Linked DNA regions of Macaca mulatta: region 2 is linked to region 1. The links are chromatin contacts, called in public Hi-C maps. All regions are on one chromosome and are shown on one strand. The core of a region is the stretch at or near the end of the contact, and the rest is flanking DNA. Distances in the headings are between cores, read along the strand shown.

What was found. Hi-C and Micro-C count contacts between places; a contact is called where the count stands out from the background.
Region 2: a contact with region 1 is called in a Hi-C map of CD4 T cells, with 4 times the contacts expected there. The contact joins two enhancer-like sites. A contact is called at or near these places in 2 of 14 Hi-C or Micro-C datasets (CD4 T cells and blood).

What each region holds. Positions count from the first base shown.
Region 1 is chrX:12,565,372-12,571,678 of T2T-MMU8v2.0, forward strand. No RefSeq gene overlaps it. Among named protein-coding and RNA genes, the nearest start is that of TMSB4X, 16 kb to the right of the region's middle. Within about 2 kb of position 3,335, at least 16 of the 40 cell types and tissues checked have an H3K27ac peak or open chromatin away from gene starts, as enhancers often do. A contact at or near this core is called in CD4 T cells and blood, where this site is marked.
Region 2 is chrX:12,700,952-12,707,258 of T2T-MMU8v2.0, forward strand. No RefSeq gene overlaps it. Among named protein-coding and RNA genes, the nearest start is that of FAM9C, 49 kb to the left of the region's middle. Within about 2 kb of position 3,935, at least 12 of the 40 cell types and tissues checked have an H3K27ac peak or open chromatin away from gene starts, as enhancers often do. A contact at or near this core is called in CD4 T cells and blood, where this site is marked.

The DNA.
Region 1 (6,307 bases), core at 2,085-4,584:
GAACTGCTTGAGCCCAAGAGTTCAGGTCTAGCCTGGGCAACATAGTGAGACCTTGTCCCTAGAAAAACTTAAAAAATTAGCCAGGCATGATGGTGTGTGCCTGTGATCCCAGCTACTCAGGAGGCTGAGGTGGGAAGATTGCTTGAGCCTAGGAGGTCGAGGCTACAGTGAGCTATGATCACACCACTGTGCTCCAGCCTGGGCAACAGAGCAAGACCCTGTCTTTTAAAAAAAAAAATGAAGAGGAACTCTCCAGATTAATAACAATCTCCCCAATTTTCATGATTCAGGCATTGAATCCTGCTGCCCCATATGGTTCTCACCACTGAACAAGTATCATTTACGGAGGGCCGTCGTTGCTATGTTCTGGAGATAGAGAGAGAAGTAGGACACGGGCCAACCACTGAGGAGATCCAGCCTGATGGGGAGAGAAGACAGAGAACACACAAGTGGGGCTAGACACAGTGGCTCACACCTGTAATCCCAGCACTTTGGGAGGCCGAGGCGGGTGGATCACCAGAGATCAGGAGTTCGAGACCAGCATGGCCAACATGGTGAAACCCTGTCACCACTAAAACTACAAAAATTAGCTGGGTGTGGTCCTGTAGTCCCAGCTACTCGGGAGGCTGAGGTAGAGAATCACTTGAACCTAGGAGGGAGGGGTTGCAGTGAGCTGGGATTGTGCCACTGCACTCCAGGCTGGGCAACAGAGAGAGACTCCATCTCTAAATAAATAAAAATAAAAAGAGAACACACAAGTGGCAGCAAGTGGGACAAATGTCACTGCAGAAGACCTTCCAAGGCAGGGTTGGCGGGGTGAGGACTGCATTTTGCCTCAGGGTGGCAAAGAAGCTTCACACAGTGGGCCACCATTGAAGTCTCTACAATGACAGGAAACTTTCCAGGGTGTTGGTGATCTGAATCATGATGGGGAGGGTGGTTATGCGCGTGCACATGGTTGTCTAACACTCATAGAGGTACATTCAAGATGAATTTTATGTCAATTAAACCTCAGTCAGGTTGATCATAAAGAGTCCGAAATGTCGTGTTAGCACTTAGTGAGCTCTCGGGAATTCTCTGCAGAATGAGACCTCGAGGAGTACGGAGGGTGGGAGTACTGGCACTTTCTGCATCCCCAGGAGCTGGCTCCACATTGCTCCTGGCTCTGAATCCTGCTTTTGGGTGGCCATGGGGAGAAGACAGGGCTGAAGCCAGCCTCCACAGGGGAGGGTGCCCTAGCAAGGCCCCGCGGGGCCTCAGGGAGTTCAGACGGAGGCTTGCTTTTGCTTGCTTGTCTGAACACACGCCCACCTTGAGTGAACACAGGCCCCACCTTGACTAAACATGGGCTTCTTGCTGGGCGGGCCAGCTCCGAGCCTTGCAGGCCACTTTATCATGTTGGTGGCTCCCATCTGTTCTTAGAGTCCACATCTCCACTGGGTTGAGCTCTCAGCCACCTCTGCCTAGGCTACTCTCTTCTGAAACTTTCTTCTTCCTCTGTCTCCCCTACTTCCTCTCACCCCCTCCTCACCCCTCCCATTCTCTCTCCCCTAGGGCGGAGGACCCAGCTGGGGCAGGGCTGACAGGAGCCCCTAAGAGGAGAACTTAGAGGCCTGAGACCTGCTGAGGGTGTGTGTGTGTGTGTGTGTGTGTCTCTGTTTGGGAGAATTTGGATAAAGAGGCCGGTCGCAGTGGCTCCCGCCTGTAATCCCAGCACTTTGGGAAGCTGAGGTGGGCTGATGACTTGAGGTCAGGAGTTCGAAATCAACCATGCCAAATGGTGAAACTCCATCTCTACTAAAAATACAAAAATTGGCTGGGCGTGGTGGCGTGCACCTGTAATCCCAGCTACTCGGGAGGGTGAGGCACGAGAATTGCTTGAACCTGGGAGACGGCAGTTGCAGTGTGCTGAGATCACGCCACTGTACTCCAGCCTGGGCAACAGAGTGAGACTCCGTCTCAAAAAAAAAAAAAAAAAAGAGAGAGAGAGAGACAGCTAAAGTAGTAATGTGCCTGTGAGAGGGCCTAAGTTTGACCCCTCAGGGTAGTCTTGTCAGATAAAATACAGGATGCCCAGTTAAATTGGAATTTCACAGAAATAAAATAATTTATATGGTCTCAAATATTGCATGGCACATATTCATAGTAAAAAGCTATTTGTTATTTATCTGAAATTCCCATTTAAATTTGAGGGCATCTTCCATTTTTATTGGCTAAATCTGGCAACCCTCCCTCAGGGTGTGATGGCAGGAAGCGGGAGAGAACACAGATGTCCCCTGTTATCTCCCTGAGCCCCGCGTGGCCCTCTCAGGGAACCACAAGCCAGGGCCAAGCCCATCCAATCCTCCTGCACCAGGGGCAGCAGAAGCCATGCCACTAGTGGCAGTCACCTCGGTGAAAGTAGAGCAGGTATGTGAGGCTTTTCTGCTCTGCTTCTGTGGAAGTGATTATCCAATAACTAGTAGGAATTGGGCAGTTGGCAGACGCCTCCCATGCTATAAGGCAGGTGAGTGTGGGCACAGATGAGAGGCTGAGAGGGGAGGTAGGATGTCACCCCTGCCCTCACCAGTGTCGCCTATTTTCCCAAGCATCCCCCAACCACTACCCATGTGGATCCTCCCTCGCAGAGCCCCCTTTCAGGGCCCCATTGGCACTTCACTCTTGAGGGAGGCCTAGGAGAAGCTAGTGGAAAGTTACTTCCACATAAACGGTCAGACAGACGGATGATGAAACCACAGGAAACCACAGCTCCTCCCCTGCCGGGGCACCAGGCCAGAAGCCAACCTGCTAGGCTTGAGGACCCTTTCTGGTCTTGCTAGGGGCTCAGAGACCCTGGGGAAGTCCCTTACTGTGTGTTTCATGTCTTCACTTATGGATGGGATGCCAGCTGCTCTCTCATACCCTCACACGGCTTTTGGGAGGCAAGGGTGAGCTAGTAGATGCAAAATAATGGCAAAATTAAGAAACCAAGTACCTGTACAAATGTACATTTTTATAGTGGTTCAATCTGGCCACACGTGCTTCTACTTAGAGAAACACCATACCTGAATTTTCAGTGCACATACATATCATTATATGATCCTACGAGCAACTTCCCTACCTCACTGAAAATATGATTCACTTCACCAAAATGTAATGTTGTGGTCACATTCTACAAGGAAAACATCCAAAGCACAGCCACTGTAAGTGAGGATAATTCTCAACTGGGCCTATGGTGGGCTGGCTGACTACACTTGCATTCTAGAACGGGGCCTACTGCAGATTGGTCTGCAGTTAGCTTGATCTAGGGTTATGACAGCAGTCGACTTGAAAATAACTTTCCTCCTGCCCCTTTAAGAACATGAGTTCCTTCCCTTGCAGATAAGCAGGAAGTCCCCCTCCCTCTGTCTTGGTGCTTGGTGGTGCGTTTCACTTCCTTTCAAAGGTGTTTTCTTACTAAAGAAACCCCAAGCCCAGGGTCACATTCTGTTTCTTTCAAAGGCATACTCAACTGCCTGTTGTTGATTCTGTGACAAGTTTCTTGAACAAGAAAATACACACACAAAAATGTTAAATGTATAAAAGATGAAAGTAAAACATCAATAATATTTTAAATATTTAAAATATAAAAGTAATGCATGCTTCTGGTAAAAATGTAAATGGTAAAGGATTCTCCATTTCCTTTCCCCAGAGGTAAGCTCTTAAAATTCCCTTCTGGAAATGGTCTCTCTACACCTCACTTTTTTTTTTTACACAGAAGGGATCAGACACTATTTATGAGGCTCTTTATTTTCCACTTAAGAGTATTCTGGCTGGGCGCCGTGGCTCACGCCTGTAATCCCAGCACTTTGGGAGGCCGAGGTGGGTGGATCACGAGGTCAGGAGTTGGAGACCAGCCTGGCCAACATGGTGAAACCCCACCTCTACTAAATACAAAAGGTAGCCTGATGTGGTGGTGGGTGCCTGTAATCCCAGCTACTCGGGAGGCTGAGGCAGGAGAATTGTTTGAACCCGGGAGGCGGAGGTTGTAGTGAGCCGAGATCACGCCACTGCACTGCAGCCTGGGTGACAGAGCAAGGAAAAAATAAGAGCATTGTTTGGACATCCTTCCACAGCATATCATGAACAAATCTGCCTCAATCTTTTTCTAACAGCTGCATAGTTTTCCATTGTTTGGGTACTCTATCATGTATTTAATTAATCTCCCAATTAATATACGCTTAGATTGATTGTAGCTTTTGCTCTTATCTACAGTGCTATGGGGGAAAGATCTAGATGTTTGTGCATGTGTATGTATATGTATATGTTAAGTGTGTTAGTATGGCTGTAGAATAAGAGTCCTGTCACTGGACTTAAACTAGAAATGCTGGGTTCAATTGGAAATACTGTTTTAATTGTGACAGCCACCGGTGCCTCTGAAAAGTCCCTACGAATTGACCCTTCCAACAAGAGCATATAACAGCTTTCACTTTCCTTTCCCTGCATTCTGGCCAACCGGAGCCATTACTCAACCTTTTCATTTTTGTCAGTCTGAAAGGAGCAGAGAGGTCCTCATTGTTTGATTTGCATTTGAAAGCCTACCATACAGGGGCATCTTCTCATGTTGTTCTTGGCTCAGTGAGGAGGGCCTTAGAGACCAGACTTTGGAACTAGATAGAGCTGGATACCGTCCCAGCTCAGCCACTTGCCAACTGTGATCTCTGGAGCCTCAGTTTATCCATCTGTAAAATGAGCATCCTTAGACTAAATTCATGGGGTTTACTGAGAGGGTGCAATAAAGCAATAAAAAATGTTTATCACTACAAATGTTAGTGTGTTTCTCATCCAAACAAACAAACAAAATAAATAAATATATATATATAGTCATGCATCGCTTAACAATGGGGATATGTTCTAGGCGATTTCCTCATTGTGCAAAGGTCACAGAGTGTACTTACACAAACCTAGATGGTACAGCCTACTACATACCTAGGTTATATGGTACAGCCCATTGTTCCTAGGTGCCAAACCTGTACAGCATGTGACTGCACTAAATACTGTAGGCAACTGTAACACAATGCTAAGTATTTGTGTATCTAAAATTAGAAAAGGTACAGCAAAAAATACAGTATTGTTTTATGGGATCACTGATATGTCATTATGCAGTACATGACTATGTGTATGTGTGTGTGTGTGTGTATACACACATATATATGCACATACACACATAGTCTTATACTGTGTATGTATATAGATGTGTGTATATATATATAGTCTTATACTGTATATGTATATTGTGTATATATATGTGTGTTTGTGTGTACATATATATGTATATATACATACACACGGATATATATATACTTTTTGATTGACCTAGTCAACGGCCAATTTAACCGTTTCTGCAGCATCTGAGATCTCACCATCTCCTCACTGCTGCCTCCTGCTTGAGGGTAGAAAATGTAAATAAAATGCTGAAAAATAAAACTTAAAACTGTCATATTCAATGATTGGTCTTACTAGCTGAGCAACCTTGGCCATGGTACTTCTCTGAGCTCCAGTTTCTTTCTCTGTAAAATGGGGTGTTCACTCTACCTACCCCACAATGTCACTGGGAGAATGAAGAGGCGCTTAGGGCAGTGCCTGGCTCTGGCAAGCACTAGATAAATGATCCTTGTGGTTGTTCTACTTGTCCAGGGATCCCCTAAAGTGCTCAGGCCACTTTCCCCAGTGGGATAGGAGGAAAGTAGTCACCTCAACTAACAGAGGGTAATCTATCAAACACCTACTGGGTGCCAGGCTAGTTGAAGACCCTTTGGGCCTATAAACACTGCTGTAGGGTGTGGTGGAAGGGCATCTCCAACTCTCTGAGACACAATTAGATCCTGCCATGCTCGGCAAGCAGGTTGAGCCATCAGACCCTGTTTGCTTGCTTGCTTGCTTGCTTGCTTTTTTCTTTCTTCTTTCTTTCTCTTTCTCTCTCTTTCTCTCTCTTTCTCTCTTTCTCTCTTTCTTTCTCTCTTTCTCTCTCTTTCTTTCTTTCTTTCTTTCTTTCTTTCTTTCTTTCTTTCTTTCTTTCTTTCTTTCTTTCTTTCTTTCAACAGGGTCCTGCTCTGTCACCCAGGCTGGAGTGCAGTGGTGCCAAGGCTACAGCTCACTGCAGCCTTGACCTCACGTGCTCAAGCCATCCTTCCATCTCAGCCTCCCAAGTAGCTGGGACTACAGGCATGTACTAAAATGCCCAGCTAATTTTTGTATTTTTTGTAGAGACAGGGTTTTTCCATGTTGCCCAGGCTGGTCTTGAACTCCTGAGCTCAAGTGATCCTCCTGCCTCAGCCTCCCAAAGTGC
Region 2 (6,307 bases), core at 2,685-5,184, 140 kb after region 1:
AGCCTGGGCAACAGAGCAACACTCCTTCTCAAAACACACAAAAAAGGATCAGCAAGCTTAGATGAAATATTATTTTCATAAGTGAATTTTTCATTATGAAAAATTTATTGAATTTTTCGTAAAACAATATTTTTTCATAAAATAATATTTAATTTTCAAAAACAATATTTAACAACTGTAAAAAATTTGAACAATATAGGAAAGCACAATGATAAAAAACAAACCCCGCAAAACCCTTATGGACTTCATTCTCAGCCAAAATTGCTGTTAATATTTTGATGTATTCCCCTCCAGTATTTTTTTTCTCTGCTTCTACATATGTTGGTAAACACGTGTCCCTCTTTTTACAAACCTAGATCATTCTGGATATTCAACTGCATACCCTATCTTTTTTCATGTTATGTAGCATTTTAGCCTCATTTCCCCATTCTCTTATAACATGATTATTAATGGCTATGTTCATTTTAAGAATATGCCATATTTTTTTCTAATTGTTGTTGAGGGATATGAGGTGTAGAATTTTTCTCCATGGTAAACAACATCACAATGAATATATCTGTCCATAGATTTTTAGACTATATCTCTGAATACTGACCAAACATGTGATCCTTGAATTAAATTTTTCAACGTCAACAGAGCTAAATATTTTTATGGTTGTTGATGCATATTGTCAGCCTGACCTTGAAAATGACTACATCAATTTATACTCACATCAGGTCTTTAAAATTTGTATTATCAGATGATCCTTGGTACCAAGGACTAATAGTGACAGTGCAGTGTCTTAAGTGACAATGAAGAGCATAGACCAGCTTCATATATGGAATTTAAAGATCCAAGAGAAAAACTGATCAGATGTGGAACTAAGGGTGCTTCCCAGGGTTGTTCTAGAAGGAAATGGCCATTTTGGCAGAGCCACTGACCTTTTTAACAAAGATACCAGAATGAGTTGAATGCTTATTCTGCTTGAGCATGAAAAAAACATATACTTCATCCAGAATTTCCCTTCTATCCCCCAGACCCACACTTCTCTATTCAAGTCAGGGTTTGTGACAGGGTAGCCTAACAGGGTTTGAGGTTTCCATAAGGAGAGGGCTCATATGCATGAGGTTAGTTCTTGCAAAAAGGAAAGCATAGAAGTTGATCTTTGAGGTCATTTTGTGCACAACGTGCAGTAGGCAACGAGAGGTGAACCAACCTTGATTCTTTTCTGCTTCTGGCCAGAGCTGACTCTGTCATTGTCTGTTTTTCCACTGATGATAATAATATCCGTTGGCTTCCAAAGGGTAGTTGGGGTTGAATTCCTGTTTATCAAAGGGTTGGAAGAGAGGCCCTCTGATAGCCTGTGCAAATGATTGATAGAAAAGTACAGCTGTGGCCTTGGAAGCCCATATTGTCTCTCTCAGATGGCTATCAAATGAGGCCTTGGGTTGCCTCTAATGTAAGGAAGCTAGAGTTAATAGTCTCCATCTTTACAGAGCTCCTGGGCTGATTGTGCAAGAGATTCATGATCTGATCACAAGAGCAAAAAGAACGCCTGTGTTGCAGATAACAAAGAATTACACAAGGCCTGAAACAAACCCCAATGTTTTAAAACACTTGGTGGAAATTTAAGTTGCAAAGCATTTTATCATCTCAGGCCATCTCTCAGAGGGGCCAGCTGAAGCTACCCGTACACATCATTTTACAAGCACTGGGCTTTCAATGGGTCTTTTAAAACCAGCTGAACTGTGGTTTGCTTTTCAGTGTGTAAGCTGGTCAGTTTACAGCAGTACAAATTGGCAGCGTGGCAAGAAAGAAAACTGAAATTCAATCCAACACTGGGATTGGAAGCTCTTGAGACTCAAATGTCACCGACACCAGGGTGCGGCTTCTCCTCTAATTATCCTGTCAAACGAGGGTTGAAAATGTCAGCACAGACTTCAGGCTCGGCTCCTCCAGCAACCAATGAGAGTGGGCTTGGGTCTGGTTTAAATGATGAAGAGCAAATTTGAAAAACCCTTCAGTTGATTTCAAGACTTCCTGGGACGGCGATGTTTAAACCACAATGTTCTTCTTTTGGGGCAAAGTTAAGAGCCAATAACAGTTAAGGTTTCTCTGCATGTTCTGCCCATATTTGGCTGTAATCTTGCTTCATCCAACTAAATTTATAATATATGTGTGTGAAAAGCAAGCCTTTGGGATTTGTCTCTCTCTTTCCTTGTTATAAAGGAAGCCTTATCTTTAAGCGTTTGAGGCTACCTGTGAACTTACAGTCTAGCTTCAAAGCAAAGAAAGGAGCCAGTGTAGAAAACTTCGTTTTTACTTTTATTTTTTTAAAACAAGCTTTAATTGTAGCTTCTGGCTTTATACCACTTACAGGAAAGTATGTAGAAAACCAAGTCTAGTTTCGGCCTGTGCAGTACTGACCAGGAGAGGCTTATGAGATTACGGGGATATTGAAGAACACAGAATGTCATATGGATGATTGTATTTTATCTGTAATGTATGTGTAGGAGAGATCCATTTCTCAGAGATGCCAAGAACTAAATGCACCCTTTAAAGTATTTTCTTAGGGGTTGCTTGAAGAGGATGATCAAGTCTTACAGAGAGATAAGACACAAATATGATAGAACTTATTCTCATTTTAAGTGACTATTGACCACTTGATATGTATCATCCATTTCATTCTCACCACAATCCTATGAAGGAGATTCAATTCCATCCACATTTTACAGTGAAGAAACTGAGGCAGATCATGTAACTTCCCCAGATGCCCGAGCTTATAAGGAGTAGAACTAAGAATCCATTCTGAACAGTCAGCTGCCAAAGCCCCTCACTCTTAGCCTCTTTGCTCTACTTCACTGAAATGTTTTCTTAGGTTTACTACCAAGAACAGAGGCTGTAAGTAGTGTAGAATGCCCCCAGGGACCCCAGAGTCCAAGACACCAACTTCCACTGCCTCTCAGGACCCTAAGGAAAGAAAACTGAGAGGTCATTCAGCTTGTCTCAGGTCCAGAACTGTCTGGTCAGAGGGGATCCTGGGATCCACCAGTTGAGCCCTTCATTCAGGGCCCCAGTTATTCCTAGTCTTGGGAAACCCAGCTCTAGAAGCCCCTCCCGAGCAAGACTGAGGACAAAGGGGCTAGACTAGAGACCCAGCAACATGGTCCTCCCATGTTCTCAAAACTCAAGAGACCTAGGAAAGAGAAGGGTGACAAGGCAGCCCAGCACCTGCCCCCCCCCGCCACCCCCCACTGCCAGGGGCCAGAGAGGCCCCACTTCACTCTGTAGAGCAGTGGGATTCATCTGGGGGCCATTTGGCCCTCCAGGAGGTGTTTGGCAATGTGTGGAGAAATTTTAAGTTGCCACAGCTGGGTTGGGGAGGCGAGGGTGCTACTGGCATCTAGTGGGTAGAGGCCAGGGATGCTGTTAAATATCCTACAACATACAGCACAGCTCCTGCCACAAAGTGCTGCGGTGAGAAACCCTGCCCTCAAGTCTTGGTTGGGCACATTCCACCCACAGCTCTGAGGAAGCTCCATCTGGGGCTTCTTCAAAGAGTCATTCTGCAACCAGGAAGCTGGCAACCCATACAACTATGCAGAAGGTGAAAGAGAGAAGGCGGGACTATGAGCACGGGTTTTAATTACTGCATGTTTCTTTCTGACAGAGAGAGGTCAGTGTTTGCCTCAATTTGCAGGTATCAGGACCAAGGTGGGCGGTGGGCAGTGGCAGGGCGGTGGGGGCGGCACTGGCTCTGTGTAGCAGGCTGAATAATGGCTTCTAAAGATAGCAGATCCTGATCCTGGTAGCCTTCTATGAAAAAAGGTGGTCTTTGCAGATGTGATTAAGTGAAGAATCTTGAGATGGGGAGATTATCCCATATCATCTGAGTGGGTCCTAAATGTAATCACACGTATTCTTGAGAGAAGGAGGCAGAGGGAGATCTACATGCACATGGAAAAGGCGATGTAACAACAGCAGAAATTGGGGTGATGAGGCCATAAGCCAAGGAATATGGATGGCCACTAGAAGCTGGAAAAGGGAAGAATCAGATGCTCCCCTAGAGCTTCCTGGGGGAACATGGCCCTGCCCACACCTTTATTTGGGCCTAGCGAGACCGATTTCAAAATTTGGCCTCCAGAACTGTGAGAGAATAAACTGTTGTCTTAAGCCACCAAGTTGGTGGTCATTTGTTACTGCAACCATAGGAGACTAATCTACCCTGATACTCCTGGTGCCCCCAGATGGATCTTCTGAGGCTGAGGGGCAAACTCTTCCATGCAGGCAAAGCCAGAAAAAGGGGAATGGAAATTTCCTTTGCACTTTCCTTGATACACTTACCTTTCCCACCCCACCCTTTAAGCACCCTTTCCTGTGAAAACATGGCACCTGCCCCCTCATCGGCCTCTATCAGTCAACAATTTCAACTGAATGTCGGGCAAAGCATATGACATCACTAGTGCTTGGTTCAAACCTGTTTGAGTCACCTGTCACTTTCTACCTTGAATTTTTGTCACCAATGTACATGCAGTAACTTCTGTACTAAACTATGACTCAAACATTCACAATCACACTCAAACACAGTCTAGTGTTTGTCACAGCCTAGTATAGAAGGTACTGCATGTACATTAGAGCAGGGGAGCAGGAGCCTGATCTGATTTATTATGAAGTCTCCCAAGGCCTCCAGCACACAGTATCAGGCACACAGGAAACAATCAATGATTAATGTGTGCTTCCTCCATCCTGACTATGAGAAATATTACTTAGGTCTCTTTATTGACGGGTGGCCAAAAAGCACAAAGCCAAATCTGATGCTTATTAACAGTAATCGCATGCATGCTGTAAGCCCTGCAACAACTATCATTATCCGTGTTTTGTTTTTCAATGGAGGTATAATTTACATACAGTAACATGCACACATCTTAAGTGTATAGCTTAATGAATTTTTACCTAAATATACCTCCTGGAAACCACTGACCACACAAACATCTATCTCTTTCCATCACTCCAGAAAGCTCCCTTGTTCCCTTTTCCCAGTCAATTAACCCCCATGCCCCTCACACTCCAGTGAACCACTATTCTGCTTCTACTCCCATAAACTAGGTTTGCTTGTTTGTGAACTTCATATAAACAAAATTGTACAGAATGTACTCTTGCGTCTGGCTTCTTTCTCTTAACATAATGTTTCTGAGATTTATCCAGGTAATTGTGAGTATCAGTTTATTCTTTCTTTTTTAAATTTGCTGTGTATTATTCCATTGTAAGAATATGCCATAATTTGTTTATCCTTTCTTCTATTGATGGACATTTGGATCATTTCCAGATTAGGCATACTGTGAATAAAGCTGCTATGAATACTGGTGTATTTTATGGACCTGCACTTTCACTCCTCCTGGCTATGTACTTTTGTAAAATTGCTGGGCCGTGGAGAAGGCATCTGTTTAACTTAATAGAAGTTAGTATCACTATTTTTGATTTGGATATGAGAAAAAAAAGGTTTTTTTAAAGAAAGAAATGAAGCAGTTACAATGTTTCTTCACTTATTTTCCCAAATCCGTTCATTGTATTAACTTTTTAAAGAGTAGAGTGTCTCTTTCCTGTGCCACAGGCATGGTTAATTGAATCAGCAGTACAGAAAGTTAGAGGGTCACGAGGTACGAAGAATCCAGCAAACTCACATCTGCATAAATACACTCTCATATCATTTTATATGCATTCACACCAACCTGTATCTTTAAAACTGGACTTTCCTGACATGGGGGTTGACCACAGTGCTGACACAGACAGAATTCCTATGAAAGCAAATATTTTAAGAGGAAAATTTCCCCTATAATGAAATCCTGATTGAAATGACAATTGCAAGCAGTGAAAAGCGTGTGGAATATGTAGAATGAGCAAAATCAGATCTTTCTGTGGTGTCCTTTCTGAGTATCCAAGGAAGTCTCATTCCCCTGCCAAATGCACAGCTCTCCTAAGGCCTGGGCACAAAGAGAACTGCCCGGTCTTCCCAGCTGCCAGCTCCCTTCCAGAATGAATTCCCGAGTCCCAGCTGCTCCCCACTGGAGTGCCACTGAATTCTACAAAATCCTGACCAGCATTGCAAAAGCGAATAAACCGGGACAAGTATTTTAAGACCCTATGGTGTCACAACACTGAAGGCTGGTATGCTAAAGGGAAGAACAGAAATGTCCAAGCTTGTTTCTCTACAAGGTATATTTTACAACAGCCATTACTCATCACAAATAAAATTCCTTTCACCAAAATAGGCATTTCATACAATTTTTCTAATGATACACAGTGCTTATTTTCAGGTTACCTAAAGTCC